Regions from separate parts of the Hordeum vulgare genome. Here region 1 is linked to region 2. The links are chromatin contacts, called in public Hi-C maps. All regions are on one chromosome and are shown on one strand. The core of a region is the stretch at or near the end of the contact, and the rest is flanking DNA. Distances in the headings are between cores, read along the strand shown.

Evidence for each region. A called contact is a pair of places that touch in the nucleus more often than the background predicts.
Region 1: a Hi-C map of seedling shows a contact between it and region 2, with 3 times the contacts expected there. The contact joins the promoter of LOC123446721 here to the enhancer-like site in region 2. A contact is called at or near these places in 3 of 6 Hi-C or Micro-C datasets (leaf and seedling) and 1 of 1 datasets of contacts at active chromatin or transcription factors (embryo).

What each region holds. Positions count from the first base shown.
Region 1 is chr1H:474,542,160-474,546,713 of MorexV3_pseudomolecules_assembly, reverse strand. LOC123446721 (protein RNA-directed DNA methylation 3) reads right to left here and starts at 2,561. Exons shown (of 23, transcript XM_045123279.1): 1 at 2,267-2,561; 2 at 239-477; 3 at 1-150. The coding sequence starts at 2,504.
Region 2 is chr1H:474,374,968-474,379,569 of MorexV3_pseudomolecules_assembly, reverse strand. No RefSeq gene overlaps it. Among protein-coding and RNA genes, the nearest start is that of LOC123415836, 33 kb to the right of the region's middle. Within about 2 kb of position 2,774, at least 2 of the 3 cell types and tissues checked have open chromatin away from gene starts, as enhancers often do. A contact at or near this core is called in leaf and seedling, where this site is marked.

The sequences.
Region 1 (4,554 bases), core at 1,312-3,811, 170 kb before region 2:
AACATCACAAGCCTTCTCAGCTTCAACAAAAACAAATCCTCTCACATGATCGAGTGAGAATGCTGAGATAATTGGAACTTTGGTACCAAACTTTTGCAGATCAAGAAACTTCTGCATGAAGCAGAAAGCCATTTGACGCTCCCGCCCAACCTGAAATGCAGCTACACAAATAAGTGTCTAGCTATTAAATGCTAGAAGAACATCATAAACTAAAGTCAAACATCTAGCAATCACAAACCATGCATTTAACCCTCCAGATGATAGGATCTTTCACACCATCCATGGTAGAATCATCATCATCATATCGTTCAGCAGAGCCACCATAACCGGCATATCTCACACGATTAGAGTAACGATCATTGATAAATTGCTCAAGTTCATCACCGCTCAGCTCCTCTTCCTTTACATGTTCAAGAAATGGAAGAGCGTGTGACCTTTCAATTCTTGCACCTTTTGTCCTCCCCGCAGTAAAGAAACCTGCAGTGTTCATCAGTGGGATGACATCAGCAGAAATTGCAAAAGAAAATCAAGCAATGATTGCCCTGAAAATTAAAACAATCATGTGTTCAGATGATGAAGTTAAACTGATCGTTGGAGCCTATAAAGGACAAGAACCTACAACTCCCTAGTAATAGTTCAAAAGAAAAGGTTAACTTTATAACTGATCTATGGACCATGTACATCAAAACCAGTTACTTACAATCACCCCTCTTATTTTTTTAAACGAATAAGAAATAGGGGATGATTTGTGAAGAGGTTTTGCCACATTGGCCACCTTTGTAGCATCCAGAACACTGTCCGCCAAAAATAATAGCTCAAACACTGGACCTACCAGAGGGAGTCATCAGAGTAGAAAGAAACAATAGGGTGGATGAAACAAAGCAAAATTAGGAAATGGATGAGGAGGGCGAGGGGGAAAGTGACCTAGCCAGAGCCGCCAAAGACACTCTCCCTCGATCCTATGTATCTAATCCTAGCTGCACCGGCCCTTCCATCATGCCCCCTGCCTCCTCTCCTCTTTTCCACCCTCTCCCCTCGCCTCCCACCATCTATCCCTTTCTCTTCCCTTGCCATCTTATTTTTCCCACTCCCCCTTTTTAGCTTTACCACAGCGAAAAAGGCAGGGCAGCAACCCCAGACACCTTGATACCTGATCGACCATAAGGTGACAACTTATAAAGTTATAAACATAGTCCTCACTACGCACAACAAAACCCAGCAGATGAAACTAACTATAAATATTATTCACTCATTGGTTACTGGAAAATATATGAACGAAAAAAAAAATGTCACCCTTATACAGTCCGAGGTTATTTGATATTTTTATGAACAAGGGCAAGTGCACAAACATGAATTTAATAATGTTGCCCCGCGTGTCCTTGTAAAAAGTTGCAAACCTGCAGAATGTTGATATGTGCCCCTAAATGTGTGTCATCATTGTAAAAGGAAAACTCCAATGACCTCTAACATGTCTGACTTAGTAACTCACAACAAACTTCATACAAAACAACTTGGTTAAGACCTACTTCCGATGTAACTTAAAACCATTGTAGTGGTTCATGTAAAATCCAAACTAGTGTGCAAACCATCAACGACACATATAATACAATAAAAGACATGCCCTATCCCTGATGGCTAATGCAATGGTCAGCAAGTCAATGCCGCCTAGAAGCACAACTTACTTGTGCGCCATTAAACTAATATTGTCAAGTGAGCTTTCTTAACAGGCAGTTTTCAAGCAAAAGGAGAAGCAACAAATCCCAACCCCACTTTGTAGTCCTACCTCGCCAATAAACATATTATCGTTTTACCTCCCCAGATCACCTGCTAGAAACCTTCCATTCCCAAAAGAAAAATGCAATGCCTGCTAAGCACCTGTACATGCATCATTATTATTTATTAACACCGAAAAAACGAGAACTTCTGGATTTCTATTCGCTGGGATCCCAGGCCCGGGTTCTGCAACATCTAAAGTGTAACCTTGGGGAATAGGCGGAAATTTGAGACAGATGTCAGCCTATCAAAAGGTTCCTACTGTTCAAGGGTGGGGAAAGAAAAAACCCAACCAACAAAATCCCACCGAAGCCGAACAAAAAACACCCAATCAACACATACACCTAACGGAGACATCGAAGCACAACACAGAGGACCGGGGCCGCGTTGTTCCGAACCCTAAACCCCCAACCGAACCAACGAATCGATGCCACCGAACGAACGCTGGTATGTCCGCCGCCTCGGGAAAACCGATCGATCCGTGGTTCCGTACCGTCGTCGAGGTCGTCCTGTAACTCCTCCGCCTCCTCCTCCTCCTCTTCCTCCTCCTCCTCCTCCTCCTCGTACCCGTCGTCGACGCCGGCGGCGTCGTCGACGAACTGGAGGACGCCGGAGCCGCCGCGGCGGCGCTTGGCGGAGGAGGATGAGGGGCCGGCGCCGCGCCGCTTGGAGCCGGAGGAGGATCCCGGGTCGTCGGAAGCGATCTGCTTGCCCTTCCCCTTCACCGCCATGGTGGGGGGCGGAGGGGATCGCGCAGCGAGTGTGGGGGGAGAGAGTGGGGAATGGGGTGGGGAGGAGGTACGGCAGGTGTCGAGGAGGGGAGGGTTTTAACCCAGGAGACCCCCAGGAGCCCCCTCCGAGGTGTGACTATTTCCGGATGGCCCCCTCGCTTTGTCCGTAATTGCGCATTGTGGGGAGGGAACAAGCGATGGTGGTGGGTGATGCGACCGTGCGGGTTGTGCGTGAGCAAAGATTCTACTCCCTCCGTTCGTAAATATAGGGTTTTTTTTAGAGATTGTACTAGTGGTCTACATACGAAACAAAATGAGTGAATCTACGTTTTAAAATATGTCTATATACATCCGTATGTAGTCCTTTAATGAAATCTCTAAAACTACTTGTATTTAGGAACGGAGGGAGTATGCCGGTTGTGTAAAAAAAAAATCTATGCGGTCCCTAAAGTTAAGGCTGCCCGTAATGGTAGTATCATGCATGACAACTAGGCAATTTCGATGAGGTGGCATAGAATTAAATGAAAAAAGAGAGGGTTGAGTATCATATCATGATACCGTATCATATTAAATGATGTGTTACTATGTGTCTTGCATGACAATAAATGAACTGCCTTATGATACTAACATATGATACTATGCATTACGGATGTGCTATCATAGACTAGTATCATGCATATGATACTACCCATTACAACCAGCCTAAGGGACGGATAAAACCAAGCCCTCGTAGCCACCGCAGCTCAAGGTTGTCGAACCCGATTTGCAACGCAAACATGGTGGTTGGATCGTGGGTTTGATGTGACTCGGTCATCGGATTTTCATCGGTGTGCTATGAATCGTCGATTAAAAATAGTTTTCTATAATATCTCAGTCCTCATCGGGTCATTTTCGTAATTCACCAGAAAGTATATGCAAGGCTCGAATGTTCGCGATGGAAAACCTAGCCGCCTCCTCTCCCTCTCTCTCAAACCCTAAACCAACCCTTCCTCATCTCCCAATTCCTTCTCTCTACATCTAAACTAGTTGTCGCCTCGAGCCCACACCGTCAATCTCCCCTCCCCCAACCCCAGCACCGCCCCCGTTGTCCCTCCTATCAGCGTTGGCGCCCACCGTTGTTGTCTCACCTTCTCGGACAGGTGAACACTACTAGGGAAACCTTATACACAAAACATTAACAGCAACGCTGGATAAAACAGGGTGCCACTGCTACATATCAGTAGCGCGCGTCTACTAGAAACACGCTACTACTAATATTGCCCCACCGTTTTCGACAGGCTAGATTTAGTAGTAGCGTGCCCCAGATACCGGCGCTACAGCTAAAAGAATAGTAGTAGCGCGCCCAAATATCGGCGCTACAGCTAAAAGAATAGTAGTAGCGCGCCCAGATACCGACGTTGCTGCTAAAAGAATAGTAGTACCGTGTTTTTTCGACCCGCGCTGCTGCTAAGTGGGCATGCACTTATCGTCTTCGTCGCCCCCGCACGCCCCTCTCTCTCACTCTCTCCCTCTCCATGCTCTGCGCCGCCGCCCCTCACTCCCTCCCTCTCCACTCTGCGTCATCGCCCCGCCCCTCACTCCCTCCCTCTTCCCCTCCTCACCTCTCCCTCTCCACTCTGCATCGTCGCCCCGCCCCTCACTCCCTACCTTCCTCCCTCCTCACTCTCTCATCTCCACTCTGCGTCGCCGCCACCATAGGTCCTCCCCGACGACCTCGCCCCCAGCCCCGACCCCGACCTCGACCCCGGTCCCGACCCCGACCTCGACCCCCGCGACCTTGACCCCTGCCCCGACCCCGACACCGACCCAAGCCTCTGGTGAGACATCCCACGCCTAGGGTTCTTGCTAGGATTCTTGCTAGGGGCTAGTTGATGCCCCGAACGTTGTTGCAGAATTTTTTGCAAAATATATATATTGTGTTTTATTATTGTATATTTGGTGTCATACTTGCATGTTGAGAAAAATAGGTAGTGGGCGATGTTGGAAATATGCCCTAGAGGCAATAATAAAATGGTTATTATCATATTTCCTTGTTCATGATAATCGTCTA
Region 2 (4,602 bases), core at 1,525-4,024:
GAATATAATTTGAATCGATGGACTTTTCAAAAAACCAATGAACTTTTTTTCAAAACTACATGAACATTTTTTGAATTCATCATTTTTTTTTCACTTTTTCATATTTTTGTAAAAGTGAACGTTGGCCGATCAATTTTTTTTTTAGAAAAGGAGGATGACCCCCGGCCTCTGCATCTGGGAGATGCATGCGGCCATTTTATTGATTATTCTCGAGGACCTTACAAAGCAGTACAACAATATGTCTGAATCCGCCATCTTGACAACATCTGTCGCCACTCATATTCATATGATGAAGAGGTGCAAGCTGGACCAAATACCCAGACCTCTCACCTAAGCCTAACATCTAAAGCCGAAGACCCTGACCGAGCCACATACCGGGTCCGAGGCACAAACCGATCCGACGCACTCACATGTGTCGTCGCCGCCATCTTTCACTGGTCCATCTTCAGATCAGATTGAGGTACCAGCCTTGGCAGGTGCCTCCGCCATCGACACCATCATGACGCCAAACGACGACCTCCACCTACGCGAGTCCATCTCCAAGCAACGGACGGAGATCCATGCTAGGATAGGGCCGCACCACCGCCGTCGTCCACCACCCACAAGCGCCACCCAGCCCCAAGGTTCACAAAGCGACGCCTTCAAGAAGGGAACGGCGCCGTGAGCGCCGCCGCCGCCCAACAAAGTTAAGGCTTTCGCCCGGGAGACCTAGGGGAAGGGGAAATGAGGGGATCAGTCCATACCGACGCCTCTAAGGAGGGGAACGTCGCCCTCAGGCGTCGCCATCGACGCGGCCGGCCATGGCCGACCAGGGATTTCGCCCGAACTAGGTCCCCACCACCAGCAGCACCTCCTGTACAAAACCGGCAATCCAAGAAAGCGCGGCCCGACCAGGCTGCCCCGCACGCCGAACAGGGGAGGAGGGGAGAGGCGCCAGATCGCGCGCACTGGCCATCGCAAAAGCCGCCGCAGGACGCCAACGACCACCGGATCTCGCCGCCCGCGCGGCCGAGACGCCGGATCCACCTCCCGCATGGCTGCTAGCCTGTCGTGCCCCGTCAATGGAGCCGTCGCTCCAGATCCGGGTCTCCGCATTCAGATGCAGGGCAGCCTAGGCCCCGCTGCCACCATCCTTGGCGCCCCGGGCTTGCCCGACGGGTGCCTCAGGCGACGACGAGGAAGGGAGGGGGAGGGGGAGGCGGCTAGGGTTGGGAGGGAGGGAGACGTGGGAGTTTATTTTGGATCCTGCCGATCAATTGGTAAACTGCGTTCGAGCAATTAGGGAGCGCTTTCCTTCTTAGGGCTCTTTTGATACAAAGGAATTTCATTGGATTTTTGGAGGATTTGGATCCTTAGGATTTTTTCCTACGATAGTCGTTTGATTCGTAGGATTGAAATCCTTTGGAATTTTTTCATAGGATTCGTTTGTACTACATTTTGAAGAAAAATTTCCATCCACTCAAACCTCTTTGTAGAATTTCTTTGTTTTTCCTGTGTTATCAAACACACTTTTAAATCCTATAATGTAGAAAAGGACATGCCACTTTATTCCTACGTTTTTTTTATTCCTGCATTTTAACAATCCTATGAATCAAAAAGGCTAGCCGGCCCATGAGCGGGGGCGTAAGGAACCTGTTCGGACCTTCAAGGCGTCGAACAAGAGCTCTCGCCGAGAGGTGCTTTTAAGCATCGTGACAGGCTGACAGCTGATCCAGCCGTGTTTGCATAGAACAAAACAGGGAACAAACAAATAAAACTGCATTCATCGGGTCTAGTGGAAGTTGATGCATATAACCAAATAAGTTCATAGCTTTAATCCAGCGTGCTGAACGCAAAACACAAATTTATTTGGGAAACGTTTATACACGGCGTGTCGGCTGAACTGCGATACCCTTTTGCGCAGGTCGCTGTCGCCCTCTCGCGTACTTTCCCCGCGCGCGTCCCTGCGCTGCTGTTGTCGACATTGCCGATCCCTGTCTCCGTCGCAGATCCGTGATGTTCCTTCAAGCTGGCGTGCCTCCCATGTTGGATCTCATCCCGTCGGTCATCATGGAGTCGCATCGGATGCCACCGGTGTTGAAGACGAAAAGCTATGACAAAGACGACGATGCTGCAACTGGCGACGAAAAAAGCTTCAAACCGACGATCAAAAATGCTACAACCGACATTGTCGAAAGCTTCAATCAGAGATGAGGGGAATCAAGGGCCACCCACCATGCAAACTGCGAATGCTGCAACCGGTGATGAAAAAAGTTTCAGCCGTCTAGGAAAAGCTTCAACCGACGATATAAAGAGCTTCAACCGACGAGCGAAATACAAAAAGTTGTAATTGTTGACACAAAAGCTTCAACCATATGTTTGAAAAGCTTCAACCATAGATCAACAAGAAAAGCCTATCATTTTTTATACAACCAGCAAAAAGCTTCAAGCGACATGACAAAGCTTCAACCGTTGTGAAAAAAGCTTCAAGCGTCATGGAAAAAGTTTCAACCAAAATGAAAAAGAGCTTCAAACCGGAGTTCCGGAGGACAAGCGTGTGCATGCACGAGCATCAACAGCGACGAGCGACGACAACAGGGAGAGAGGGATGGGGTGCTCGCGCGGCAGGAGGTCGGAGGCACGCGAGACTATGCGCCGGTGCAGAGCGAGGACGACATGCCACAGCTATCGCAGTCAGATGGCTATCGTCCGACCGGCAGGAGCGCTCGCACCGCCGGCGCATAGCGGTGCCCAGTTTGTTTTCTTTTTTCTGACTCTTCGTCGATCGAAAACTTCGGTGAAGCCCACCAACGAGCGGTCGGCATAAAGCAACGGCCGTTGCTGCGCTCGATGGAAACTGACAACCGAAACTCTGCCTCCCGCCCAAACGAACCTTCTTCCCCCTTCGCCCCCGAAGCCCAAACCAAGAAACGCCGCCCCGTTCTTGATTCCCGATCCCCCCTCAGCGATGGAGCTCTTCAAGGACGCCTGGTGCGTGCGGCTCAGGAGCCACCTGGGCACGTACCTCTGCGCGCTCGACGGCGAGGCCGTCTCCCACGGCTACCGCCGCAACTCCCGCGGCACGGTCTGGGCCGTGGAGCTCGCCGGCGACGACTACGTGCGCCTCCAGGGCCAGCGGGGCCTCTACCTGGGCGCCACCGAGATCCCCGCCGACATACTCGGCCGCGGCCGCGGCACCCGGGCCTGCTGCAGGGTCGTCCAGGGCTCGCCGTCCTGCCCCAACGACAACGCCTTCCTCTGGTCCCCGCTGCGCGAGGGCGAGCACCTCGCGCTGTCCGGTCCCTACGGCCGCCTCCTCCGCGCCAGGTTCGGGCACACGGCGCAGGACAACGCCGTCACCGTCGACCTGGACGCCGACCCGGAGGGGAGCTCCTGGGTGGTCGAGGTCGTCCCGGCCGCGGAGGCGGCGCTGCTGCTGCTGCCCTCGCCGCGGGCCTGCCGCGCCCAGTCCTGCGACGCCCGCTTGGAGGCGATCACGTCGGAGTCCGACACGGCGTCCAGCGTCCTCGCCAGGCTGCGCTCCGCCAAGGTACTCGAACAGAAGCCCGATCGATCCTATCTTATTGCTTGCTTCCTTTCTCCGGTTCTTGCGCAATCCGAAACAAATTTGTTGATTCCTTCGAGAAAGAAGCACCTTCTTGGGTTGACATGGTCGATTCATGCGTATTTGCAAGCCGAATTGTGCCTGTTATTCCTACTTTCTTGAACGCTTCGTCCCGAATTCTTCTCGGGGGAAGAAGACACTTTCTTTGATTCGTGGATTTTGCTCGTGATTGCGCAGGACATGTCTAGTTCACTTGGGGCGGTCGAGGAGGAGCCCCTGTCGATGCCGGCGCCGCGGCTGATCTTCTACAACACCGCCAGGGACGACGGCGGCGTGGACGAGTTCGACGAGGGGACATGGAAGTACTTCTCGTTCAAGGAGCAGAGCCTCGCGGCGCTGCACCGCAGGCTGGCGGAGGAGACCCGGCGCCAGGACTTCGTTGTCTGCCGCAGGACCGGCCCGGGTCTCTTCCCCGTCGTCCTGGACCTCCCTCCCGGCAACAGCCAGATGGAGTTCGTCCTGGTCCCGGCGTCCTCTCCTGCAGGTAAACAATGGGTTCTCTCTGCTCCTTTTGTTCTCTGATTCCCTGCTCTTGTTCAGCTTCTGAACATTTTTTCTGAACCTCTGTTCATTCTGAACATTTTGTTCTTCAGTGCGTATAACTGAAACTTGCGAAGCGATTTTAGTTACATTTTTCTTCTTCTGTGTTTTCAGTGCCAGACGGTATCGTTTAGCATGGATGTGACCAGGCATCGACTATAGGAGAACACGGAGAGAACTTCAGTCCGGTGCGGCGATATGCATTTTCACGGAGTACTGGAACATTCTCGTTTTTACTGTGAAAATTCAGACACTTAGGATGGGGACTTTACCCATTTCTGTTTTTGTTCTGTAGTTGTAGAAAATGACATGGAGTTTAGCTTGAATATAAATGGTAGATGGATAGAATTACAGGAAGGTCAAGTATAGTAGGTACCTTCTTTGGGGGAAGGTCGATGTTGCAATCTTTGGTGATCAATCTCTTGGATTTCAGCGATCGAACTAATATTGGAGCATCT